Regions from separate parts of the Mus musculus genome. Here regions 2 and 3 are each linked to region 1. The links are chromatin contacts, called in public Hi-C maps. All regions are on one chromosome and are shown on one strand. Each heading gives the region's core, a stretch centred on a gene start, on an enhancer-like site or on the middle of the called end of the contact. The rest is flanking DNA. Distances are from core to core; before and after follow the strand shown.

Region 1 (2,700 bases), core at 88-2,587:
AAACTATGTAAATCAAGTAAAGGATTCTCCATCACAGCTTGGGTGTGGTCCATATCACTAGGTGTTCACACAGGGTATTCATGATGTAACATTAAAAATGACTGTGAAAAAAATCAAGTTAGGCCTCAAACAATACTGGATAAAAAGAGTTAAAACCACATATGATATATATCTCCAAGATATTCCCGAAAACAATTCTGACCATAAACACAGTCTGCCTTGTGTGTTACCTTTAAAGGGAAATGTGAAACATGTTCTCTTTGTATTCGTTCTGACAGCTTTTCTCTTTGGTAAGCTACACTAGCCTCTTGAGGTGCTGCATTCTATTATACCTGGAACATAACACATGTATAATGAATATTTAACAAAATTAAAATTGAAATTGGATAAATGGAAATAAAACGGCAAGATGAATAAGGCAAGGAGAAGTCAGCAGGGATCTTGGAATGTGGTGGGCTCTTTGAGCAGCGACAGTCAATCTTTATTAAACACTTTCCACATGTTGTTACATTTAATCCTAGGTCCTGTCTGATGAGAACAGTTAGGACTTGCATCTTGCAAAAAAAGAGAAGAAACCAAGGTTGAGGGTAAATTTGAGTCATTTGCCTGAGGTTACCCCTGAGGCAAGAGACAGAGACAGCACTAACTGTCACCTTAAATTGCATCTAGATTGAAGGAGACTCTCCTACATCAGTTTCCAAAAGCTCTCTCTGCACCTTCATCTCCCTGCACAGTAGACAGGAGAGTTCTTCCTGTACAATGACATGACAATCAGCAATAGTTATTTTCTGTGTTCATTAAAGTAAATTAAGGAATGAAGACACTGGCCTATTGAAGCTTAACAATCAGTCCGGATGGGACACAATTACTCTCTTCACAAATGTAAGAAAAATAAATCAGTTTCCATAGGAATAAGCCACGTCCAAAGGCATGGATAGGACCCTGCTTAGGTTTGCCTGGCTTTGCCTGGCTCCCTTTGTTCTCAATAGAAAAAGCTTGGGAAGAATCCGTGAAGATCTTGCTCTATTTCCCCATGAAATCAAGTGGTTCTTTTCTTAAACACAACCTTCTCCCCACTTCCATTTTTTTTTTTTTCATAATTGACACACGTCAATGCTTAAAAGCAGGGAGACCTCAACAATGAATGTTTTTGACAATGACATTTCTAGTGGAATTGGCATGGTATTCAGCTTCCCATGACATCAGAACAGGTACAGAGAGTATTCCTTGCGAAGGGAACTAGGAGTGTCTTGCCCAGAGAAAGACATGAGAAGACTAAGAGAACCTGAACCTTTTGAAAATAACTTGTTAGACAGAGGGTTTTTTGCCCAGGAAATCGTTGGCCTGGGCTGCTCTCTAGTGGTAGGCAGTGTTCACTGTCAGAATTTCTTGTACAAAGGCTCCAAGCTGAGAGGCAAGAAGAAAAAAAAAATTCAAGCTTTTCTTGGACACCAGCAGATGAGCTACAAATGAATGTGTGTGTGTGTGTGTGTGTGTGTGTGTGTGTGTGTGTGTGTGTGTGTGCGCGCGCGCATGCACATGCATAGACACACATACACATACACACACAAACATGTAAATACATTGGCACATACCTGAGGCAAAGCACAGGGTGACAACTTTTAGGAAGAAATGAGAACAGAGGAAGAAGGATAGTGTCTTTTGTAGGATCTAGAGAAAAGTTGGAGGGGGTAAAAAGACTCTTTGTGAAGCCTCAGATATGAATCTGCTATGTGTTCATATTCCATAGGCATTGAGAGTAACCACAGGGAAGATGAATCTTCCTCATTGATGACTACTTGAAAACCAGTTTAAAAGCCCAGTGTGTGTGTGTGTGTGTGTGTGTGTGTGTGCATACCAGTTTATGTGTATTTTGGGGTACATGATCCATGTGCATGTGGTCAGGAGTAACTTTCAGGAGTTGGTTATTTCCTTCTACCATGTGGGTCCTTGGGAAGGGACTCAGGTCATCAAACTCAGTAACCAGTGCCTTTACCTGCTGAGCCACCTAACCAGCCCCCATCTACTTTTAGGTAACAGTCATTTTTATATCATAGGTATGTTGAATAAAGAGCTTCTCATGTTGCTTGTACATCCCTATAGGTAATGCAGAAGAAGAGAGAAGATGTCCATCTTGTGCTGACACTGTCTCTCTTTCTGTGAGGCCATCACTTCTCTGTCTTGGTCCTGATTTTTTCCTAGACTATGTGCATAATTTAACTTAAATTTTGAATTACATACACATTTCAATCAAAGATAAAACTAAAACGAGTTTAGGATTTTTCACTGTGTGGGCACCCTAGTTTATACCTTTTTGTGTGCACATAATAATTTTCTGTGAAAAATTATGTGGCATATTTGCTGTTCTGGGTCTTAGTTAATGTGTCTATAAAATTTTGACATCAATGTATGGAGTTTGCAAGACTGATTGATAATCTTTCTTTTTACTTCTGCTATACCCTGAGCCTTTTGATTCACCAGAGATTCATGAGAAAAAAAAAAAAAAAGAACAAATGTCCTGGGTTATGTTAGATAGCAGCTGAAGCTTGGACAGCTAAACAGCAATTCATACACAGAGAGAAGCTCAAAATAGAAGGACACCGGGCAAGTGGCATATTGGTGGCCAGCAGGTAGCTCCTCTCAGAAGGAGGCAGTAAGATCATCATCCTCTGCAGAGTAAAGTTCAGAGACTTGATGAGC
Region 2 (2,700 bases), core at 195-2,694, 1.0 Mb after region 1:
GGAATGTGGTTGTAATCCTACCTTGTATCTTTGCATACAACAAGGTGATATCATAGAGAAAGGAACTCATTTCTCATAGGTAAAGCTGGATTGCCACCTCCGTTCCCTGTCTCCTAGCTCTGTAACTTTTGAGACGGCTATCCCAAAGATTACATCTCAGTTCTCTCTGTTGAGGTAATGGTAATCAAATGAAAGACTATAAACAGAATCAAGAGGAAATAGATTAGTCTGCCGTGGTCTGAAGTCTTAGAAAAGTTTCCCAAAGTGTTTCTTATAAGTTTTATTTCATTTCTTAGCTAGTACATTCTAATTTCTATCTGATTATATTCATATGGTAGAACAGGAATCATAAAAATAGATTTCCACTAAGGGAAAAGTGGCTTCCCTGTCTGGACTCCGTAAGTCTTTAGTCATTTGGCAAACTTCAACAAATAACCGGAAGAACATTATCAGTCTAGGGATGAGTTCCCCTCCAATTGGCACTGGATAATCTCCTCTAGGGATAACATGTGTGAAGTGCAGATATGACCAAAATGGTGATGAATAGGTGGGTGAATAGTTTGTTAGTTTTACAGTTGTCTTTTAAAACAAACAAACAAACAAACAAACAATCAAAATCCTTTCCCTCTGAACTAACACAGAAAGAGAAGTGAACATTACATTCAAATCATTTTTTTCCAAAATCTATAGCTGAGGTACTTCGTAGATTTCATTTTCCTAATCAAATTTAGAGGCTATGTTGAACAATAAAGCAATCTATTATGACATAGACATCCCCCCCCCAATGAATCATTTGAATGGATCAAAATAAATGAAATACTCAAAGAAAATGACACTACAAATTCTGAAACATTAGTAGTTTTTCTAGACTTCCTAATACTGAGAATGGTTGGGTTATTTTAATGATATGTATCTACCTGAATCTTTAAGAAATACTTACATTTCAATCATAGGAAGAAAATATTTGTGTTCATATTCCTAAAAAGAAATCATGAATGTCCTAAAATCGCATTACATTTGCTGGCCTATATTATTCTCTTGTCAAAGAAACCTTCATTTAACTCCAGGGCAGAGGAGACGGGACCCACCACAGGCTTGTGTAATAAAGAGACAGATGGCCTCACTGGTCACCTGTCAGCAGAAATTATTCACAGAGGAGAAAATGAGCAACAGAGACTGAATAATTCTTGTGTGTTTTGATTTCATAATCTCAAGCCATCCTATCTGTTTATAAGGTGAATTTTAATCAGAGCAGGAAACAAAGTTGGGGAGAGGATAGAATATTTATTGCAGCCCTCACCAGAGGTGGACGGCATGAAATATTCTTCTTTGATCATGATGGATGGACCCTTCTTCTATAAACTGGAAAATGAATATCCTCTCCATCCCAGCCCTTCTCTACAGACTTCCTGGGGAAGAGGAGGGGATCTCTCCTGTCCAAACCTGACAACTGAATTTAATCATGCGTGTAAGTAGCAAGTCCCCATGATAAGCATCCCACTCACCCTGAACCACCAGCACCAATGGAAAGACTTTAACTTACAATGTGGATTTCATTAAAGAAAACAAAAATGGGGAGGGGCTGGAGATGGAAGCTGGTTCTCAAATATTCATTTGTTTATAGTTGCATATAATTTCCATGTTATAAATTGCAAAATTGATTAAATAAAACAAAACATTTACACTTACTACCATGGCAAAGACGATTTTCTTTAATTTCTGTATACTTGAACTTCCTCATTATCTTAAAATTAAGTCATGATTTTTAAAAAAAAATAGTATGGCTATTTTAATTTGGGTGACAGAGTATAATAGATTAATTCATAGGAATATTTTTTAATTTCTTAAAGAGAAATAGTTTTTTTCTTGAGACCCCAAAATATTGAAACATACTTCCTTATGCAGATATCTAAAAGTGGTAGGGTTTATTTTCTGAACTTCTAAACAAACTCATCGAATCTATGTAACCTTGGGTTGTCCTTCTTTAGCCACTTGACAAATCCTCAACTTTCTAAGCCATGGGACCAGAAAATCATAGGATTAACACAGAAGCAAATCATACTTTACCTTATGCCTACCTTCTCGGGGGGTGAGGGGGTAGATGACCACAATTTATAAGTTCATCCCCCTTAATCCAATCATCAAACACTTTATCTTGCCTTCTGTTGTTCTTTAACAAAGGGGAATGCCAAGGCTGCCTGATGGGACATAATCCCCTGGATGGAACAGAACTGACCTGTATTAGCATCATTCCACCTGAAAGCTTAAGCCCAATACAAGCAACTGACAGCAAAGATGACCCAGGTCAACTGTGAGCAAAAGGTATAGTAAGGAACCGGAGCTTTGCGTTTCAGTGTGCACAAGCTCTCACAAAATTATGAGAATACGGTGCAAGAAAATGTAGTACTGATGTCTTGAGAATTCTTACAGCCAACTGGAAATTGCAGTTAAAGGGAAGAAGGAGTAGAAAGCGAGAAACCTAAAATGAGAGTACACATCCCTCAAGCCTTTGCTACATAAAATTTGGGGGTCCAGAATTCTATAATATTTGCTTAAGGTCAAAATTTTCTTATACTGCAGGGGAGATTATCTATACACTCCAAGGGTCAAAACTGTGTTCCCATAAAGATGAAATAATGTACATATTTCAAAGGGATGCAGGAACTAATAGTATTGAATGCCTCAAGCACTCTAGGTGAA
Region 3 (2,700 bases), core at 158-2,657, 1.1 Mb after region 1:
CAGTGGGCTCATATTTGAGATGTCAACTCGAAGGTCAGAATTTGTAGGACCAATTTTGTGTGTATGTGTGAATCTGGGCCAACAGTCCAAGCTTAGCCAAATAATAATAGTAATGATAATAATTATGTTAGTAATAATAATATTGGGAAATGCCAGGAGAAAGCATTAGATTGCCCATGACTTCCAAACACATGAGAATATGAAGAAAAGGAGGACTTAAAAAGGCCCAGTTGGGGAATTTTCACATTTATGTCACAATTCTCCAGCCTCACTTGATCTAAACATTTTCCATCAGGTGTTCAGCACATTTTAAAAGCATGCCATATCATAAAATACCTTATTCTTAAAAATAATCTAAAGCAATTGATGCATATCTAATTATTGGTGAACAGCAATGTGCATTAGCTTATCAAAGGGGCCCCATGAATCTTGTAATGAAGAGCTTCATTTGACCAAAGCTTTCCTATGCTCACTTTATCAACTTTTATTAACCTGTATAATATGATTTCTTGGAATCTTTGACAAATTAAAGTGTAGGTGGAGAAGAGAGAAGTCAACTGGGCAGAAGTGGGGTGAGTTTTTACACTAGCGAGAAGTTCCATGCCAAGTGTGTGGTTTTAGCACATCAGGTCGCTGCTCTGAGGAGTGTAAACCAAGAAAGGCATTCTTTTAATTTGTTATTCATAATAGAAATCCAGCCCAGTCAATCAATCAAGCCTTATTAACTGTCAACTGAACTTAATACTTTTCTAAGAATATAATTATATGATAATAAGTGAAAAACACCAGGTTGGAAACTAATTCTTTCCTGGCCTTTGGTAACATGTGAGCCTGGCCTACTCTCTGTCATTTGTGTAGACTAGTTAGAAATTTGTCACACTGGGGGACCTTCGATGGCATGAAAGGGATTACTAAGTAAGCCAGTAAGGCACCATTTATAACTTGGGGGTCTATGTATATTTTAGATTCACAACCTGGTTTAACGAATTCTCTAAATTAAAAGTAAATTCCCAAACCTGCTTTCACTGTTTGAAAAAAAAAAGAAAAAAAAGAAAAAAAAAAAAACATCAACAACAACAAAAATACCAGACAAAGACACTAACTCTCTACCTCTCCCAAATTCCTTTCTTCTTTGTAGCTGCTGCCTGCCACCAGCATTGAGGTAGGAGGTATGGCAGAAAGTGAAAGGATTTATTAATTTCAAATAAAATTACTAGATGGCTTGGACATTCCACGCTTTAGCCCTGTGTTCTAATTGTTGGGACTAACAGAAAGCACAGCATGTAATTGCCTTTATTCCAAAGGTTCTATAAAAGAACAATGATCAAGGCAAGGGATTATTGTACCCTTAGTTCTGCAAATCTTTGTGTTCTTTGTGTTTTTCCAGGAAAATGAAAGGCACACACTGCTAAGCGAGATTGGGGTGAGAGTGCCACCTAGTGGCCTCTATTCACAACATGCTGTAAATTGTGCCTTTCTGGGATTTTAACCAGCCAAATCCAAAAGAATTAGTGCTACTCACCACCATAGCATTTGCAGGCCCCTGTTTGACCTCACAGCTCATGGGGACAGCTTGAATAATTAATGGAGATTGAAAGTGGCTTCTAAACAACATAATCTTTTTTTTTTCTTTCATCTCATTTTCTACATTAATTTTATACCATTAAGCTACTCTGATGGTCTGTAGGTCAGATGCTATTTCCAAAGACTGATTTGGGTCTCTGTGGAATTGGATATGGGATAATTGGTATGACTCTGCATACCTTCTTTTCTAGGAGGGAAGAGACAAAGTACCACGGTAGACATCCTGAAATGTATTCCCCACCTCGCCCTTCCTCACTTCCCTATAGTTTGCCTGCACTGGAAGAGAAATCATTTTCTTTTGATGGATTGCAAAGTGCAGCAAACTGCTTCCTTCTTTGGAATCACACAGATGTGAATTTGAAGCTTAATTACACAGCTCTAATATCCCATTCCTCTTCAGTAAAGTGACAATAGGAACATTTATTTTGAAAGAATATTGAATTATTGGGGATTAAATGAATTGATACTTGTAAAACAGCTATCGCAACATCCAATGCTAAATGGATATATGCTGTGTGTTTTCCTCCATGTAGATTGATCTGTCTCTGTCTCTCCATTTCTGTCTCTCTGTGTCTCTGTCTCTGTCTCTACACACACACACACACACACACACACACACTATACTCCACTAAAATTACACTTAAATTACAGAGGTAATAAAGATCAGACTCATCAATTAAAGTTTAGGACTCACTATCACATAACATTTATGATGGAAAGGGCCTTAAAAATAACAGAAGTTCACATTGAAAGATGGGGAATTGAAGAAAATGAGATTTTGTATATCTATCCCGAAGGCATAAAACCATTTACTGGCACTGATTGTATTAAACCCTAGGATTCTGACTGTCCAACTGTCTTGCTCTTCACAGGAGGCACTGGGGGCGACAGCTGTGACTGCAGCCTGTATTAGACAAGGGTCAGGAATAGCAAGTGGCTTCCTAAACATCCTGCAGGGAGTTAATGTCAAGGCTAGATCAGAGGCCAGCTCAGATGCCAGTAGAGTTCCATGTAATTGCCCCATGCTGCCTCGAGTTTATTTCCTTATATGGATATGATTTCAGCATAATGTGTGCTTGGATGCTAGGCTGCAGACTCAGGATCATCACCTGACTA

What was found. A called contact is a pair of places that touch in the nucleus more often than the background predicts.
Region 2: a Hi-C map of cerebellum shows a contact between it and region 1, with 4 times the contacts expected there. The contact joins two enhancer-like sites. A contact is called at or near these places in 10 of 484 Hi-C or Micro-C datasets (brain, cerebellar granule neurons, cerebellum and 5 more) and 1 of 115 datasets of contacts at active chromatin or transcription factors (astrocytes).
Region 3: a Hi-C map of cerebellum shows a contact between it and region 1, with 5 times the contacts expected there. The contact joins two enhancer-like sites. A contact is called at or near these places in 12 of 484 Hi-C or Micro-C datasets (brain, cerebellar granule neurons, cerebellum and 6 more).

Annotation. Positions count from the first base shown.
Region 1 is chr12:90,565,183-90,567,882 of GRCm38.p6, reverse strand. No RefSeq gene overlaps it. Among named protein-coding and RNA genes, the nearest start is that of Gm40538, 160 kb to the right of the region's middle. Within about 2 kb of position 1,337, at least 5 of the 459 cell types and tissues checked have an H3K27ac peak or open chromatin away from gene starts, as enhancers often do. A contact at or near this core is called in cerebellar granule neurons and cerebellum, where this site is marked.
Region 2 is chr12:89,552,150-89,554,849 of GRCm38.p6, reverse strand. All of the region lies in intron 14 of Nrxn3 (neurexin III), which reads right to left. Among named protein-coding and RNA genes, the nearest start is that of Gm40537, 580 kb to the right of the region's middle. Within about 2 kb of position 1,444, at least 4 of the 459 cell types and tissues checked have an H3K27ac peak or open chromatin away from gene starts, as enhancers often do. A contact at or near this core is called in cerebellar granule neurons and cerebellum, where this site is marked.
Region 3 is chr12:89,504,053-89,506,752 of GRCm38.p6, reverse strand. All of the region lies in intron 10 of Nrxn3 (neurexin III), which reads right to left. Among named protein-coding and RNA genes, the nearest start is that of Gm40537, 530 kb to the right of the region's middle. Within about 2 kb of position 1,407, at least 9 of the 459 cell types and tissues checked have an H3K27ac peak or open chromatin away from gene starts, as enhancers often do. A contact at or near this core is called in cerebellar granule neurons and cerebellum, where this site is marked.